Linked DNA regions of Mus musculus: region 2 is linked to region 1. Evidence: chromatin contacts called from public ChIA-PET data. All regions are on one chromosome and are shown on one strand. Each heading gives the region's core, a stretch centred on a gene start, on an enhancer-like site or on the middle of the called end of the contact. The rest is flanking DNA. Distances are from core to core; before and after follow the strand shown. Region 1 holds the start of Ptger2 (prostaglandin E receptor 2 (subtype EP2)). Region 2 holds the start of Ddhd1 (DDHD domain containing 1).

Region 1 (5,869 bases), core at 2,366-4,865:
AGCATCATGCTGGCCCTGCTCTAAAGACAAAATGCAAGTCTCTGGGCATGCTGGTGGCTTTCCCACACTCCCTCTGATAGGCTGGCTTATCCTGCTGCATAGGACATCACCTGGACTTGAAGCTCCTCGATCTCCACCAATGGTTTCTTCAAATCTCAAGTCAAGTACATCTTTAGACCATGACGCTTCTTCTGCAGGATACTGATGCCACTAAGACTGGAGGTGCTAAGTAAGACACGTGCACATCCAGTGTGTCCTCAAAGGCTTCATTCAGTCCTTCCTGAGTTCTAGATTACCTTTATGGTTCTGAGGTTGCTATCCTCTATGACAGGAGTTCTTCTCTAACAGGAGTTCTAGCAGGTCCTTAATGAGGTTCAGGCTCAAAACAAGAACCAAGGATAGGGACAAACACTGTAGTCTCTGCTACCAATCCCCACATCATGTAGACAGTGGTTCTCAACCTGTGGGTCACGGCCCTTTTGGGGGTTGCATATCAGATATTCTACATATCAAATATTTACATTACAATTCATAGTAGTAGGAATATTACATTTATGAAGTAGCAATGAAATAATTTTATGGTCGGAGGTCACCACACCATGAGGAATTAAATTAAATGGCCATAGCGTTAGGAAGGTGACAACCACTGTTGTACAACCTAAAGGACTCTTAACTTCTGCAATGAAAAAAATATTCCACATATGAGCTTCTTCGAAGGGGAGTCACTAATAGCTAGAACTATACCTAGAGAAACTTCATTTTTTTTCCCTTTAATAAACTTAGATCTAAACTGTCATGTGGCTACTGGCTAGCGATTGGACAATGAAAGGCTTATAACAATAAAATCTGCATTATTTATCTCTAACAGTGGACCTGTTTCTCTGGCTGAATCTTGACTAGCATAGAAACAAGGGGAAGAGCCTTGCTCCAAAAAGCCAAAGAATAGATCTGACAGAGCTGGAGGATCGCAAGCATCTACCAGCATGTACAAGCATGTACCAGCATGTACAAGCATCTACCAGCAGACCACCTAGAAACTTCCCAGGACTCTGTGGACTGTCGCCAAAACCATCCTTTAAATCTAACCTCTAGTTTTCAGTGACTTCTGTTTGCTACAGTGAATGGTGTGAGCCTTGTGTAGTTTATTACAGGGCACAGATAGTGTTCTTAGAATTCTCTTTGAAAAAAATTATTTAGACATGCATAGATATCAAGAAGTAAAGTTTGAGTGTTTTGAAAGACATAACTCCTGCAAATAGAAACATGCAAGCCCCGGTGTTAGCTTCCTCCAAGTAGTTCTCCTTCCTTTCATGTTTATCTTTGCCTGCCTTTGAAAAATGACCTATGGTAAGTAGCTTCCCTTCCAAAGCCCCTGAGTTACAGATCCATAAAGGAAAATATGAATTTTATATTTCAAGTAATATGTATTAGTCAGAGATCCTCAAAGAAATAGGACCAATTGTATATGTCTTTCTCTTTATGTGTGTTCTGTATACAAAGTCATATGATACACAATGTTTTTGTCAATAGTGTACGTCACACTCAAATAACAAAACTGCCTAGCAACAGCTTTCTCAGTCTGTATTCCAGCCCTTGATTTACATGTGGCTCTCTATGTGTGTCTACTTGTAAAGCCAGTGTTATGTTTGGAAGAAGTCTCAAGACTGAAGAGCTAAAAGTTGAGATTCTAGTCAGCCTGAAAGCCTGAGAATCAGGAATGTCAATGGCGGATCAATGCCCCAAATGAAGCTGGGTATCAACCTTCACCTATATTCCTAGTGCTATTCACTCAGCAACAGACCAGATGGGGCCCACCCACAATGGAGCTGTTATGTGCCTTAGTCAGTCCAGCAATGTGGATGCTAAGTTCTTTAGAACACCTCCCAGATATAGTCAGACATACTGTTTAGTCAGCTCCTGGGCATCCCATGCCTGACCAAGTTGACACACAATTACTAATCACATGGTGTTCCCCAAACACAATGGCTTCATGAACAGGAACTGAAAATTAGCAAAGCTGTATGTCCCAATTCTAAAACTGAGGGTGTTAATATATTTTTCTATTAAGAAATCCTAGACTCTGGATAAACTGAACTTGTACTGGGATGCTGACACTACAATTAGAAATGGGAAGAAGCCACTTTCAAACTACAGAAGATAATTCAATTTACTGAACCGACCTGATGGTCTGAGTAGGTAGAGATGGCAAACTAAGCATCCAGTGAGACTGCTGAAACATGGAACACAGTAGGACTGCTAGCTCTCTCTGTGCAACTACTGGAAACAAACACACAAACAAACAAAAATGCTAATTTGAATATGTTGCAAATGAAATCACGAAGCCCAGAAAAGTAATTACTAAGATATGAACTCCTAAGAATTATACAACTAGCTCTGGTCTTTTTCTTGTGACATATTCACCTTTAAGTAGGGATCACTCACGGAGCCCCAAAGCCACCTGTCCTGTAGACAAACTTCCCTGCACCAGGGAATTCCTTGCTTAAACCCATGTCTGGGGCTTCATAGTGGCTTCTTCCCCCAGGATCCCCAAGACTGTCTCACATGCAGGGAGTGCATACCCTAGGGTCTGAGGGGTTGTTGAGGAAGGGGTATGGACAGAGCTTAGTAATCAGAAACTAGATTGTCCACACACCTCTGTGAGAATCTTCTCACAGTGTGCTACTAAGTTGGGGTAGAGACTAGCAGAAAAAGGCAGAGGGTATAGGGATGAGATCTCGAATTTTCTCTGGTATCCATTAAAGTCAGCAGAGTCATGTCACTCATGTAGTGAAAAGGTAGAGACAATTATATAGAAATAGAGCCACAAGGGGCTTTTGTTATAAGGTGACCATGGAAACAGAAAGGGTATAAAAGCCTTTGGAAAGTAAACACAGTGGAAACAGCATCAGAGTCTTGCCTGTTCTGCTCATTCCCCAACCATGTGGGAGGAGATGGCACAAGATGGACATGGGAGAGTCCACTTTGGGTGGCTGTGTGGAGGACGCTACTGGCCTGCAGTTTACAGCCTGAAAGGAAACTAGAGGAGTTTGACACCCACTGCATCCATGCCCTACAAACTTAGCAATGGAGTGGATAGCTTCAGCTGTGGGAAATGAGCCTGTAGGCCTCCCAAATGGATTCTGCTTCCCGTATTTTGCTAGAAAACCCCTCCAGTCCCCAGGCCAGAAGCATGGTGAGCTAAGTCATGAGAAGCAAGGTGTACTCCATAAATAATCTTTCCATTGCTCTTTCTTTTTACTCCTGGGCAAACCTTTCTTTCTCAGCACACTCTCTTTCTCTGCATGAAATACACTTTTTCTAGTAGTATACCCTTGCCTACGTTGTCTGTCAGGCTGGACTGAGAAAACCAGAAACACTGCTGCATTTTTAACTACTCTGTAACTATGGCAACAAATGATAAATAACTATTTATGCCAGCTTCATTGTGAAACTGGCCAATTACCAAAACACTCCGGGAATAAATCCTTCGAATGGTTAACTGACTGTGGAGAGACGAATGTGAACAATGTATTAACAGATTCTTCAAGATTGAGCCTCAATAGAGAACACTTAAGTGCCATTTGTTTTCCATCTGGGGCCACAAACATGACTCTAGAGGATTACAAGAACAGTTCCTGTTTTGTTTTGTTAGGATTGCTTAAGCAAGTCGTTGTTATAGGAAGGCAAAGGCCACTCTGTGGTGTGCACGGTTCCATTTCTTGGATGGATAGGTTTGCTTTTCAGTTCCTTCCAGTTTTTGTCCCACCTTTGTTGGGTATCTTTCTGGATGTTTTGTGTTTTGTTTTGTTTTAAAGGAAAACAACAACCTCTCTCATATTCTTACTTCAAGTTGTCTTGATGTTTTTGTGCCTCCTCCACACCTCACAGGGCTGGACTCTCTTAACCTCAGTTTGGTGAGTTCCTGTTACCCCAGTCTTATTAAACTGTGCTGGTTCCCAGCCTTCTGCTAGGGCTAAAGGCTTCAGAGCTGAAGTCAGAGGCACTGCAACTTCCAACCCATAGGAAGGAAGACCTTATGGGCCAGCTCAGGGTGAGCGCTGGGAACGCCCCCAGGTCCCTTCTAGAGCCCTGTCAGTGTGTGTCTGCCCTGCCTGGCCCCACGGCAGCAGCTCGCAAGCAATCTAAATTGCTTTCCTGGATTCCACTACTGGACTTGCCCCCTGAAGGCGCTGGAGGGAGCAGCTGCTCTGGCAAGCACCCCCTGCTAGGGCAGGTGAGGCACAGAAGCACCGAGAGCGACCGGATATTGTAGTGAAGAGGCCACTGTACGTACAGGCAGGAGACCCAAACAAGTCTGTCCTTGGTGCGAGTTGGGGGCCGGAAGGGAGCTCTGGATTTCGGTCCCTCCCCTTTTCCCTGCTCTGTCTTGGAGCCCTGGGGCCATCAGACCCTCCGACTGTCTGGTACTTGCCTGGAAGAGATATCATCTCTCCTCCACACCCTCCACCATGGACAATTTTCTTAATGACTCCAAGCTAATGGAGGACTGCAAGAGTCGTCAGTGGCTCCTTTCGGGGGAAAGCCCAGCCATCAGCTCGGTGATGTTCTCGGCCGGGGTTCTGGGGAATCTCATCGCACTGGCACTGTTGGCGCGCCGCTGGCGTGGGGACACCGGGTGTAGCGCCGGCAGCAGGACCTCTATCTCCTTGTTTCACGTGCTGGTAACGGAATTGGTGCTCACTGACCTGCTGGGAACCTGCCTCATCAGCCCGGTGGTGCTGGCTTCATATTCAAGAAACCAGACCCTGGTGGCCCTGGCTCCCGAAAGTCACGCGTGTACCTATTTCGCTTTCACTATGACCTTCTTTAGTCTGGCCACGATGCTCATGCTCTTCGCTATGGCCCTGGAACGCTACCTCTCCATCGGGTACCCTTACTTCTACAGGCGCCACTTATCGCGCCGCGGGGGTCTGGCGGTGCTGCCTGTCATCTATGGGGCCTCCTTGCTCTTCTGTTCCCTGCCGCTGCTCAACTACGGGGAGTACGTCCAGTACTGTCCTGGGACATGGTGCTTTATCCGGCACGGGAGGACTGCATACCTTCAGCTGTACGCCACGATGCTCCTGCTGCTTATCGTGGCTGTGCTCGCCTGCAACATCAGCGTTATCCTCAACCTCATTCGCATGCACCGTCGGAGCAGAAGAAGCCGCTGCGGATTGTCTGGCAGTAGCCTAAGAGGCCCTGGATCTCGCAGGAGAGGAGAGAGGACTTCGATGGCAGAGGAGACGGACCACCTCATTCTCCTGGCCATTATGACCATCACCTTCGCCATATGCTCCTTGCCTTTCACAGTAAGTCACCTTTGTTTCCACAGCCCCGCAAGCAGCCCGCGCAGCCTGCTCAAACTCCTCTCACCCCACCCTTTCCACCTTTAGGCACAGCCTGGGTGGGAAATGTCTTAATTGACAAAGGTCAATTGCCTTCCCCTTTCCTTTTCACCTTACCCACTTCCTTCCTTCCTCCTCCTGTCTTTGCATATGACTGTTGCTACTTAGCACTTCTTCTAAGAACCTGCTTGGTCTCTTCCCTGGGTTGGTAACTGAAGAGGAGGGAGTCCCTCCCAAGATAGGATGTTGACAATGTTATAATCTGATCACTGGGGCCCACTTTGCTATCCTTGAGGCCCCTTCTCTTGGTGCTTTCATTTCTCCTGAGCAAAATGTAGTTGTCAACACACAGCATTCAGAAGGCCCTTGGTGTAGAAGGTTACAGCCTCTTTCATTTGACTTTAGGAACATTAAGTTACAAAATTGTTTCTTGATGTCACTGTCAGGAGCACACATAGATGCTCCTCATTCTGTAGCTGTGCACTTTGTGAGCACATAGATAAATTCAGTAACAGCTGGAA
Region 2 (5,711 bases), core at 1,514-4,013, 670 kb after region 1:
TACTGCTTACTGCATCACTTTCTAGCTGCGTGACCTTGGTCAAGTTCATTAATAACACTGAGGCTACATCCTTGTAGGATGAAAGTCAACATCAATTTGCTCCACAGTGAAAATTACTTTGTGAGCAGAGTAAGGTGTTAAACTTGTCAGTCTAGTGCAAGCACTCTAAGGCTAAGCTAAGGGAGAGACAGCTTTACTCTCCAGCCCCCCTTTCCAGGATGCTCTATGCTCTCACTCCCCTGCTCCCTTTGATATTTATTGTTTTTACTTTATGTGCACTGGTGTTTGGCCTGCATGTATGTCCGTGTGAGGGTGTCAGATCATGGTGTTACAGACAGATGTGAGCTGCCATGGGGAGTATGGGGGCTGGGATTTGAACCAGGGTCTTCTGGAAGAGCCCTCGGTGTTCTTACCTGCTGACCCATCTCTCCAGCCCCTCTGACCTTGCTTTCTGGGTCCACTAAGTTCTGTGTTTTTATCTGCAGGAAAGACCCATGGTGATGTGTGGATCATTTAAAAAGAAATGGGATGGGAAGCCTCTGAAAGACATGGGTTTCCAAACAATGTGCACAGAGGTACTGTGCTAGCACATACAACTACTAAGTCCGTCCTCAGTGAGTTTATAATCAAGAGGTGACCTAACAGAGTCCATATGAGTCTCATCTTTAAAAAACTAACAACCTTTATTGCCTTTATTGTCCTGAAGAGTAGCAAGAAATTTCCTGCTATGCTACCTATACCTGACTTGGAATGTGCTGAATCTGCCATCATAGTTACTTGCACCTAATGCATGCATGCTTTAGCATTATCAGAATCACTGATGCAATTCGGTACCAAGTCATCGAATACCTGCTTTATGAGTACAAAGATAAAGGTGGTGGACTCTGACCAGAAGCTACTAAATAAACCGAAAGGAAGCTAAGCCATCAATACACATAATTAATATAGATCAGAATAAATAATATAAGATGTATAGAGGGCCAAAAGATCAGGAAAAGACATTTGAGTAAGGGCACTGAAGCCCATAAAGTTAATACTGTATGGTACAAATTATTGATGGCCAATAACTTGTTACTACTACATATCATATATATTAATAACTGCTGCATGCCACGTCAGATTATGGATTACCCTTCCTCATTCTGATTTTAAACCTACCCGTGTTGCCTAAAGCATCGTTCAGACCTTTATGACAGTCCCATTTAACAGATGTGAAAACCGAGGTCGTGCAATTTTTCTAGGTTAAGAAGCAAAAGTAAAAATATGTAAAAAGGACCCAAGAGATATGAAAACATTCTATACAGAGGGTACGGACCCACTTCGCACTGCCACTTCCTGCAGTTCTTTCCTCTTGTGCCCAACACATCCACTGTGAATAACACATTGTAACTCTCCTTTCCCGTCAGGGCTTTTCTCTTCTCAGGTTTTAAGCTGAACTGTTGATTCTCATAAAAACACTCAAGCATTTCCACTCACTCCAGGACATGTTATTTAAATCACAGGAGCTTCAGGAGACACGAGACCGAATCAGATATCCAGGTGGACAAAGCCCCTGGTACGGTCAAGAAACTAAAGCTACTGGCTTGGGGATCCGTTCCTGGATACCCTCCAGGGGATGGCAGCAGCACTCTACTCACCCAGGAGGCACAATCCCCGGCGGAATCCTCCCCTCCTGACCCCGCTAGCAGCTTGGGCGCTGCCATCTGCTCTTTTACCCTTCACCTGCCGAGGCACCCCGCGCAACCTGCATCCTAACCCGAGGCAGGCATCGCGGGGGCAACCGAACCCCCAAACGCCGTCCAGCGCGCGCCGAGCCTGGCCCGCCCCTGGCCAGCCACTTACGGTTCCAGTACACCGGGTAGCACTCTCCTTGAGTGACATCCACCTCGTAGAGGCCGCCGCGCACGCACACCGGCTCGATGGTCACCAGCTCCTCCATCTCCGGCTCAGGCCCCGCCGCGCGCGGGCAGAAGCCGCAGGCGCTGTCCTCCTCGTCTTCCTCCCCGAAGCTGGAGCTTGGGCCACACACCCGGTCTCCATCGCGGCCCGCCGCCCGGGCCTGGGCGCCCGTGGTCTGCAGCAGGGTCCGGAAGGCGAGCTCGATGCGCAGAGAGTCGTAGCCGATGAAGGGCTTCCAGGTCTTCTTGTCTTCCTTGTAGAACCAGCGCACCTCCTCGGGGCCCAGCTCCGTCACCACCTCGTAGCGGTGCCGGGCGGCTGCGCCGCCGGGCCGGGCGCGCTTCCTGTCCCCGGGGCCCCCTCCCGCCGCCCCGCCGCCCCCCGAGTTCTGGGCGACGAGCGGCGGCGGAGGCGAAGAAGAGCTGCCGCCGCCCGCGCTCTCGCCCTCGCTGTAGTAGCGCAACGACGAGCCGGACTCGGCCGAGCTGAAGTCGTAGGTCTCGTCGCTGAGGCACGGGTCCAGAGCCAGGTGGCTCAGGTCGTCGGCGCCCGGTGCCAGGTGCAGCGGCTCGGCGCGCAGCAGCGACAGCGGCACGCTGTCGCCCGGCTGGTGCTCGAAGCAGCAGCCGCCGCCGCCGAACACGCCCGCCGCGTCCGAGCCCAGCTCCCAGGCACCGCCGCCGCGGCCGTTACGCTCGGGGCTCCGTGGGGCGCCGCGGCCCGGGTAGTTCATGCCGCCGGCGCTTCCGCCACACGCGCATCCGACGCCGCCGCCCTCTCGGCCCGGACTTTATAATCTTTCAAATCCCGAGCAGGGCAGCAGCTGCGGCCGAGGCGACTCCGCCTCCCCGCCGGCCCCCGGCCGCCGCAGCGCCGTTCCGGGGCCCGCCCCATTGTTACGCAGCCCTGCGTGGGCGGGGCCACAGGGGCCCCGCCCCCAGCCGCGCGCGCCTCCCCGGAAGGCCCGAGGACTCTGCTGGAGCTCCCGTTTGGCGCTAGGCTGTACGTAGTCTTCCGCGCCTGGAAGCGGGGGTCAGACGGGGTCGCGGCGGTCTCGGCATCCGTGGAGCCCCTGCCTCACGACTTTCGACGCAGTGGCTCCGCCCCCTCGCTTCCACGCCCCTGGATGCCAGCCGCAGTGAGGCTCTCGCCCACTCATCTTTACACTTTCGGGTCATGAGCCCCGTGGGTGATTCAGCTGTATGCCCAGAGGGGCCCTGGAAGTTGCTAGCTCACGTTCCTGGCTTTAGGCCTGCTTTCAGCATCCGAAAGACCTGCTCGGTCACCTGGTTTGGCCCTTTCCCAACCTTCAGCCCATTCATACAGAAGGCACCCCACCTCTACGCCTGCTGCTCACCTGGGCACGACCACTCCCACTTACAAAACTGGCGTCCTAGAGTCACTGTGCCAGTTCTTTAGATTGCTTGCCCTCTTGTCCTTATGCTTCCTGTTCTTTCTGTAGTGCAGTAAGGCCTTGGATGGAAACCAAGTCCCTATGTCTTAGTCTTTTCCCACAGTCTGTGCGCATTCGATGTACCTTGGTTATAACTAACTGGTCTTGCCAGCCTTGTGTGGTAGATTATTAGACTGAAAGAGGAAAAAAAAAAAAACAAAAACCTAGGTTCTAAACTCAGCTTTGCCACCTCCAGGCAAGTCACTTAATCTCCTTTATCTATTTGTCTTATTCCTTGCTATAAGTAGGAGATCGTTGCACCGGACGGTCTCTAGTAATTCTATGGCTTTTAAGCCTTCCCAAGTTTGGTTTGGTTTTTGTTTTTAGTATAACTCTGATTCTGTAACTCACTTCCTGGTTTCAGGGAGACACGGAGGCTCTGTTATGTTAGACTTCCAAGACAGAGTAAAGAGAAGACAGAGACCAGAGTCTGACCTCAACAGATGGACAGTTTATTTCAAACAAAGAAGGAAAGACACTCTCCGGAGGGAAATGGGTGTCTTAGAAGGGAGTAAACTAGCTGGGGCCCTTTATAGAGGCAAGTGGGTGGCTTGGAAATGAAATTCTTGCAGCCATAGAGCTATGTGTCGGTCTATGATGTACCTTTCCTGGAATTATCTGTTTTATTAAAAGGCAGTTCATTTTGGGGAACAGGCTGCCCCAGCAGAGATTATTTGGACTGTGGCTGACTGATGAGTTTGGTCAAGGTCAGCTGTAACTTCATAGAAATCCTGTTTTATAGCTGAGGCACTCTGTCACCTCAGACCATTCTCTTAAATTGAAAAAAAAATTCATTTTATAAACCCATCCTATCTTGAGAAAACAATCTCCAATCTTGCTCTTACTTCAAGAACAGACAGTCTTCACTGTTAATGTTTACTTTGTGGAAACAGGTCAGTAGGGCAAGTTGTCTTGCTCTCAGGATGTAACCTGTCAGAGAGCCTTCAAAGTCATTATTTCAATCAGGCTCATCTCTGTTGTGCCCTGTGCTTTTGGAGGGATCTGTTGGAAGGCCCTGCTTTCTATGGGCAGATGATACTGTTGCAATTCATGATAAATAGAGGAACATGGGTGGTATTTTCTACCATAACGACTGGATTGGCTGGATAATCTTGCTCAGTGAGCAGTCTGTCCACTTGTACATTACAGCCCCACTAACAAAGCATCTGCATTTCTGCATCCCAAATTCTTTCCCAATGTCTCTATTAATAGTATGCAGAGTAAGAAATTGAGTATGAACTTTGAACTGTGTTTTATTCATGGAGGCATTGATCCACACTGTTCTGATAGTTACCCATGTACAGACACTTCTGTATGCTTCCGATGCCAAAGAGAACCAGGATCCTCTAGCTTAGGAGATGCTATATTAAAGTGTAATTAAAAGTGGTAGATACAGTGTCAAGTCTCAAACCCTGGGACAAATGGCTACGGTGCCTATTAATATCAAAGCAGACCTGACCTCCAGGTTCTCCCAGCATCCCTTAGTCCCTGCCTGTTACAGGATATGGCTGGCATACCCTGTCTTCTACCCCAGAACTCTCCAGCCCAGGGGCCAGGCTGCCCTTACCCAGGTGCCTCTTCCCTGTATAATCCAGCCATTTTGTACTTTAGTACATTTGCCTCTTTTGTACTTTTGACCTCTTAGCTACAGCACCCAGTTCTTCTCTCTCCCCCACACAGCCCTGCTCAGTCTGGTCACCTGGTCCTCTGGACTCTACCAGATGTCTTTGTCTTATAGATATGTGAGAGAGCATAGATATGTGGGAGAGCGGAGCCATAGACATGCTCTCCCACATATCTATAATAAACTTCCTCCTCCACCATATCTAAGAGCAGCCATGTCCTTTCCTTTCCCTCCCTCCCTTCCTCCCTCCTTCCCTTCCTTCCTACCTACCTTCCTTCCTTCCTTCCTTTTTAATCAAGACATTTAAAATGTCTTCCCATTTCTTGGCAGGATGTAGTCCAAGTATTTCCATGCTAATAATCAGTTGTGGTTTTGTTTTGTTTGCTTTTTTTTAGCAGTTTTTTTTAAAAAAGATTTATTTATTTATTATATTTATGTACACTGTAGCTGTCTTCAGACACTCCAGAATAGGGCTTCAGATCTTGTTCCAGATGGTTATGAGCTACCATGTGGTTGCTGGGATTTGAATTCAGGACCTTCAGAAGAGCAGTCAGTGCTCTTAACTGCTGAGCCATCTCTCCAACCTTTTTTTTTAAAGCAGTTTTAACTCTTAAAGATGACATCATTTTTATCAAAGAATATCGTTGTTCTTTTCTTTTTGTTGTCTGTTTTGTCATTTGGTTTTAGAGATGGGAGTTTCTCTGTGCAGCTCTGGCTGTCCTGGAACTCAATTTG

What was found. ChIA-PET counts read pairs in DNA pulled down with a chosen protein or histone mark.
Region 2: a contact with region 1 is called in an RNA polymerase II ChIA-PET map of memory CD8 T cells, with 12 read pairs. The contact joins the promoter of Ddhd1 here to the promoter of Ptger2 in region 1. A contact is called at or near these places in 1 of 39 promoter capture datasets (stem cell-derived epiblast-like cells) and 1 of 115 datasets of contacts at active chromatin or transcription factors (memory CD8 T cells).

What each region holds. Positions count from the first base shown.
Region 1 is chr14:44,984,496-44,990,364 of GRCm38.p6, forward strand. Ptger2 (prostaglandin E receptor 2 (subtype EP2)) reads left to right here and starts at 3,616. Exons shown (of 2, transcript NM_008964.4): 1 at 3,616-5,312. The coding sequence starts at 4,470.
Region 2 is chr14:45,655,380-45,661,090 of GRCm38.p6, forward strand. It overlaps Ddhd1 (DDHD domain containing 1), which reads right to left and starts at 2,764. Exons shown (of 14, transcript NM_001042719.2): 1 at 1,843-2,764. The coding sequence starts at 2,632. Mir5131 (microRNA 5131) reads right to left here and starts at 2,674; the gene lies at 2,582-2,674.